2 separate regions of the Ovis aries genome follow, and region 1 is linked to region 2. Evidence: chromatin contacts called from public Hi-C data. All regions are on one chromosome and are shown on one strand. The core of a region is the stretch at or near the end of the contact, and the rest is flanking DNA. Distances in the headings are between cores, read along the strand shown.

What was found. Hi-C and Micro-C count contacts between places; a contact is called where the count stands out from the background.
Region 1: a Hi-C map of mesenteric adipose tissue shows a contact between it and region 2, with 1.9 times the contacts expected there. The contact joins two enhancer-like sites. A contact is called at or near these places in 7 of 16 Hi-C or Micro-C datasets (blood, hypothalamus, liver and 4 more).

Annotation. Positions count from the first base shown.
Region 1 is chr19:44,426,784-44,429,873 of ARS-UI_Ramb_v3.0, forward strand. No RefSeq gene overlaps it. Among named protein-coding and RNA genes, the nearest start is that of TASOR, 13 kb to the right of the region's middle. Within about 2 kb of position 1,263, at least 5 of the 54 cell types and tissues checked have an H3K27ac peak or open chromatin away from gene starts, as enhancers often do.
Region 2 is chr19:44,361,450-44,364,490 of ARS-UI_Ramb_v3.0, forward strand. All of the region lies in intron 4 of ARHGEF3 (Rho guanine nucleotide exchange factor 3), which reads left to right. Among named protein-coding and RNA genes, the nearest start is that of TASOR, 79 kb to the right of the region's middle. Within about 2 kb of position 1,537, at least 9 of the 54 cell types and tissues checked have an H3K27ac peak or open chromatin away from gene starts, as enhancers often do.

The sequences.
Region 1 (3,090 bases), core at 13-2,512, 65 kb after region 2:
TGATGCTGGGAAAGATTGAAGGCAGGAGAAGACAGGGGCAACAGAGGATGTGGCTGTTGGATGGCATCACTGATCCAATGGACGTGAGTTTGGGCAAACTCCAGAAGACAGTGAAAGACAGGAAAGCCCAAAGGACTGTAGTCCATGGGGTCGCAAAGAGTTGAAGACGACTCAGCAACTGAACAACAACAACAATGATCCAACAGTCCGATTTATGGGTATATATATATCCAAAAGAATCGAAAGCAGGATCTCAGAGATAGTTGCATATCCATGTTCATGGCAGAGTTATTCACAATAGCTACGATGTGGCAGCAAGACAAGTGTCCATCAATGGATGAATAGATAAACTGGTTTATACGTACAATGGAATATTATTCAGGCTTAAAATGGAAGGAAATTCTGTCACATGCTGCCATGTGGATGAACCTTGAGGGAATTACGCTAAGTAAAGAAGCTGATTACAAAAAGACAAACACTATATGATTCTACCTTTATGATATACTCAGAATAGTCAAAACCACAGAAATAGAAAGTCAAATGTTAGTTGCCATGGGCTTAGGGAGGGAAATGGGGAGTTGCTGTGTAATGATAGAGAGTGTCAGCCTTTTAAGATGGAAAGGGTTCTGAGGATTGTTTGTACATAATGTGAATGTACTTTACTAGGCTATACACTTAAAAATGGTTAAGATGATAAGTTTTCTATTATATATACACTGCTGTAATTTAAAAAAAGGAAAACAGTGTCGAACTCACTTTATATTTCATCTGTGCAGCAACCCCTTGAGGTTTTAGGTTATAATTATTATCTCATTTTACAAATGAAGAAACCTAGGTGCATAGTTAGAACATATTCTTAAAAGAATCCCATTGTACCTTAAACTATGTAAAAGAGTTGGTAAACTACCAGCAGGTGACCCCACTAAGCCTTCGAGATGTTATGGCCCACCTTTGTTCCCTCTCATGAAATAATTTCCTTAGGAAATTTATTTCCTAAGGTCCTTCCGTTTAAGAGCCTTCAGCAGTCAGAACTTTGGGAAGAATTCTGTCCTGCCTAAATGTAAGTGCTGCAATTCCATTATTCCTATAAGGCAAAAATAATACATACACATATAAATTACATATGTTTATGTGACTGTTATCCTGAATATTTTAAAGAATATTTTTAGAATGTGATACAGAAAAGTTGCTGGGTTTTGAAGCCTGTTTCATGAGCTTTTGCTCCCCTCTGCTGGAAGGTTTGTGTATATGCTCCTGAGGATCTTTTTGGCAAAAAAAAAAAGTTGACTTTCGTTTTCATTGGTGGTGGTAGTTTAGTCACTAACTTGTGTCTTGCAACCGCATGGACTGGATCCACCAGGCTCCTCTGTCTGTGGAATTTTCTAGGCAAGAATACTGGAGTGGGTTGCTGTTTCCTTCTCCAGGGGATTGTCCCAACCCAGAGACAGAACCCACGTCTCCTACATTGTAGGCAAATTTTCTGCTAAACCACCAGGGAGAAGGAAATGGCAACCCACTCCAGTATTTTTGCCTAGAGAATCCCATGGACGGAGAAGCCTGGCAGGCTACAATCCATGGGGTCACAGAGTCAGACACAACTGAGTGACTAACACACACACACACACAAACCACCAGGGAAGCCAGACAAGTGTTAGATTCTGCTCTCCAAACCTAGACTTTCAGTGAGGTATCTCAGTCTACAGGGGTCGGGTTCAAAAATTTCTAAATACACTTAAGCTATTTTTACAATCAAAACAATATTATGGGGGACTTCCCTGGTGGTGGTCCAGTGGTTAATACAGGGGGCTCTACTTCGATCTCTGGTTGGGGAACTAAGATTTGTGCCACATACACGCTCAGTTGTGTCTGACTCTTTGCAACCCTATAGACTGTAGCCTGCCAGGCTCCTCTGTCCCTGGGATTCTCCAGACAAGAATACTGGAATGGGTTGCCATTTCCTTCTGCAGGGGATCTTCCCAACCCAGAGATTAAGCCCCAATCTCCTGCGTCTCCTGCATTGGCAAGCAGATTCTTTACGACTGTGCCACCTGAGAAGCCCAAAATTGTAAGTATAATTTTTAAATACTTTGAGGTTTCGCAAAGCAAAGCAAAACAGTTTTTTTTTTTTTTGCTTTTTAAATTTTATTTGTAAATTTTACTGGAGTATAATTTATTTACACTGTTATGTTAGTTTCAGATGTATAGCAAAGTGATTCCATTATATATATATATATATATATATATATATATATACATATACACACACACACACATACACACACACATAAATTCATTCTTTTTTAGATTTCCTCATATAAATTATCACAGAATATTGATTAGAGTCCCCTGTGCTAATACAATAGGTCCCTGTCTTATATATAGCAGTGTATGTATGTTCATTCCAAGCTCCTAATTTATCCCTGCGCCACATTTCCCTTTTGGTAACCACAAGTTTGTTTTCAATATCTGTAAGTGTGTTTCTGTTTTGTAAATCAGTTCATTTCTATCATGTCTTAAAATTAGATTCCATATGTGAGTGATATCATGTGATGGTTGTCTTTCTCTGTTTGACTTAGTATGATACTCTCTAGGTTCATCCATGTTGCTGCAAATGGCATTGTTTCATTTATTTCTGTGGCTGAGTAATATTCTGTTGCATATATGCGCACTACATCTTTATTCATTTGTTGGTGGACATTTAAGTTGCTTCCATGTCTTGGCTGTTGTAAACAGTGCTGCTGTGGACATTGGGGTGCGTGTATCTTTTCAAATTAGAGCTTTCTCCGGATACATGCCCAGGAGTGAGATTGCTGGATCATATGATATTTCTGTTTTTAGTTTTTTAATGAATCTCCATACTGTTTTCCATAGTGGCTATACCAATTTAGATCTTCCCTGGTGGCTTAGACGGTAAAGTGTCTGCCTACAATGCAGAAGACCTGGGTTCAATCCCTGGGTCGGGAAGATCTCCTGGAGAAGGAAATGGCAACCCACTCCAGTATCCTTGCCTGGAAAATCCCATGGATGGAGGAACCTGGTTACGCTACAGTCCATAGGGTCGCAAAGAGTCGGACACGACTGAGCGACTTC
Region 2 (3,041 bases), core at 287-2,786:
TGGGCCCCTGTGAACAGTAGCCCACCAGGCTCCTCTAGCCATGGAATTTCCCAGGCAAGAATACTGGAGTGGGTTGCCATTTCTTTCTCCAGGGGATCTTCCCCACCCAGAGATCAAACCCATGTCTCCTCCATTGCCAGGCTTACCGCTGAGCCACCTGGGAAGCCACTTATTACTATTAATGTAGTTGTTATTGTAAGAGGAATTTGCATATCCTGTCTGGGAAAGCTTTCAAGTCAAGAGCTGAACTTGAATTTCAGCTCTGCCAATAACTACTGGGTACGACTTGGGGCAAGTCACCTCACTTCTCTGAACACCTGCTTCCTCTTCTATAAAATGGAGCGATGGGCTTGCTGTGTGGAATAGATGAGAGACTGTGTGTGCCGGCTCCAGGCAGCAGGAGACCCCATGGGTCTTGGTACCTCCTCCTCCCCATCCAGGGTCTCCCGTTGGCTGCATAGGGCTTCCTTCTCTTCTTCTTTTTTTTAAAATTTCTATTGTTGTCTTTATTATTTTAATCCTGAGGTTATCTTTCTGTTTTTAAATTGAGGTTACGTTGGTTTACAACATTATCTAAGTTTCACGTGTGCAACATTATATTTTGACGTCTGTGTACACTCTTTGACTTCTGCATAGTCGCCAACAAAAGTTTCATCTCCATCCATCACCATAGAGCTGACCCCCTTTACCCATTTTTGCAATCCTCCCACCCTCTTCCTCTCCTTCTCCTCTTGACAAAATCAGAAGAGAATTACATCTGGGTCGGGGTGGAACGACCTATTTCCCTGTTTCTAGAAAATTGCTAGAAGCTCACAGAGTGACTGAACTAACTCAGTAGGTCGCTCAGGGTCCTGGCAGCATGTAGTTTACACAGCTGCAATTCTAGAGGCTTTGCTGGGCTGGGACAGCCCCTTGCCACCCCTCTGCACAGACCTGCTTTGTAAATTCAGGAGTGGTCCAGAGCCTGACCTCTAAGTGATGGGGCAGAAGGAGGGAGCACCTTCTGGTGAATGGGCCTTCCCCTCATCCCTGAGGGTGCTGGGGGATTGAGGAGAATCTGTCAGCTTAGACCCTCACCAGTCTCCCGGAGGAGCCCTTCCCTCTAGAGCTGGCCAGTGCTGGCAAGCTCATGGGAACTTTGCCCCTTTCTGCCACAGGAGCATTTGACTTCAGGAATAAAGAACATTTTTCTTTTACCACAAAACTGCCCTTGTCTTTCCTGGAAACTTTTACTGGCACCCCTTACCGCTGAATCTCCAGTGGCAAAACTAAACAACCAAATCACAGATTTGTATTTACTTCTTTTAAGTCAGCTGCCCTTTTTTATTCATTTGCCCTCATGTGTCTTTGTAATTGAAATGAACCATGTGTGACTGGGGTACAGGGCTGGGGCTTGTATGTTTTTGCCTGCTTTGTCAGTGTGATGCAGCCTGTTTCAAATGCACAGTCTTCTGAATTTTAATAGACTGTAGATAATGATACATCTGGTTGCATATTAATTGCTGAGAGTTAGAAATAACACATAATCACTGTGTTCCAAGGTTGCAAGTGTACAGCAGTGCGAGCCAGGGTTTGTTATGAGGCTTTGGAAAAATACATTGTTAGTGGGCATGATTTAATTCCTGTCGTTAAAAACGTGCTACAAAAGGAAAACTCTCAAAGTTCAGTCTTGTGTTCTGCATATGTGCACCAACACACACACACACACACACACACCTCCCAAGGAATAACATTGTGAAGCTATTCGTCTGCACTTGGGGAGTGTGGGAGCAGTGGCGAGGCCATACGACTCCGTTATAGATTACCTACCTGACAGTTTCCTGTACCTTATTTTCCTATAAACCATTGCTTGGTGGGTGGTAAGATGTCAGCTGAAAGCCAAAGCAGGAAAGTTTTCAATTTTAAGAAAAAAACCTTTTTTTCCCAATTCGGTCACTCCCCGGTGGCTGTGTGGCTGGTAGCTTTCTCCACTTTGAAGGATCAGATTTCAGTGTATCCTGTTCCCAGTTGAGAGCAGGCTGTTCTGTAACACCCAAGTGCAGTGTTCCCCAGTTCCAAGTGGAGGCATGTGCCGCGGAGGATGCACACGGACCAAACGGTTTGACGGGATAAATTGTGCTCAGAGGGACAGCGTAGGGTTACCAGGGAGCTCAGTAACTGCATTTTATGTGTCTCTCTGGAAGTCACACCTCTGCGAGGCTTGCAAACTGCTCCAAATCGCTGTTCGCATCCAGAACAGAAACCGACCAGGCAGCAAGAGGAGGGGGTCCACATTCTTTTCCTGCAGACCCAGGGCCCTTGGTTGGATGTTCCTTTTAGGTTTCACCTAGCAGCTGAATATAGGATCCCTCACCAGCCTCGTCTTCAGTCAGATGGCAGACCCGGCTGTCAGCGTTGCTTGCCTGTGACGTGTTTGCTCATCTCACATCCGCCTGGAACACGCTGTGCTTCCTTTGGGACACTGAGATTGTGAACTGTGCATCCTTTTCCATCCCTGTGCTTCTTTTTCCTCTTCTGGGAAGCTAAGATAATGCTGAGATTCAAGGGATGACAGGAGGATGAGAGAGAGAGAACAGGTCAGTGGATCTGTGCCTGGTGCTTTCTGGAAGCCAAAAGAAGCATGTTGTTTTGGGGAGTTCTACCTTGTACCTCCGACATGGCTTGAACACCTGGAATTCCTATCATTGCCTCATTCCAGATAGTACTGGGATCAGGCAAGATTGGAAGCCAGCTCTTCTAGCCCACAGTTCAGCAGTGTGGGCTGGGGAGGGGTAGGCTGGGAGGAGTTCCTTGTAGACTTGACCACCCACCCTACGTGGGTGCCCTTCAGCCCCTCAGGTTCTTATCTTGGGATTTCATGGCTGATGTTTTTTTCTACTTGGATGTAGCCTTGGATCTTGCCAAACCACTCCCAGTTTTGCTGTGTCCAGTCAGGGCTTGACTAAGCAGATGATGAAACTGCCGGAGGAAAGGGAAGGCAAGGATGTGGAATCAAAATATGGTCTCGTAGCAGCCCAAGTCCTCAGAGAGCAGGGCATGTC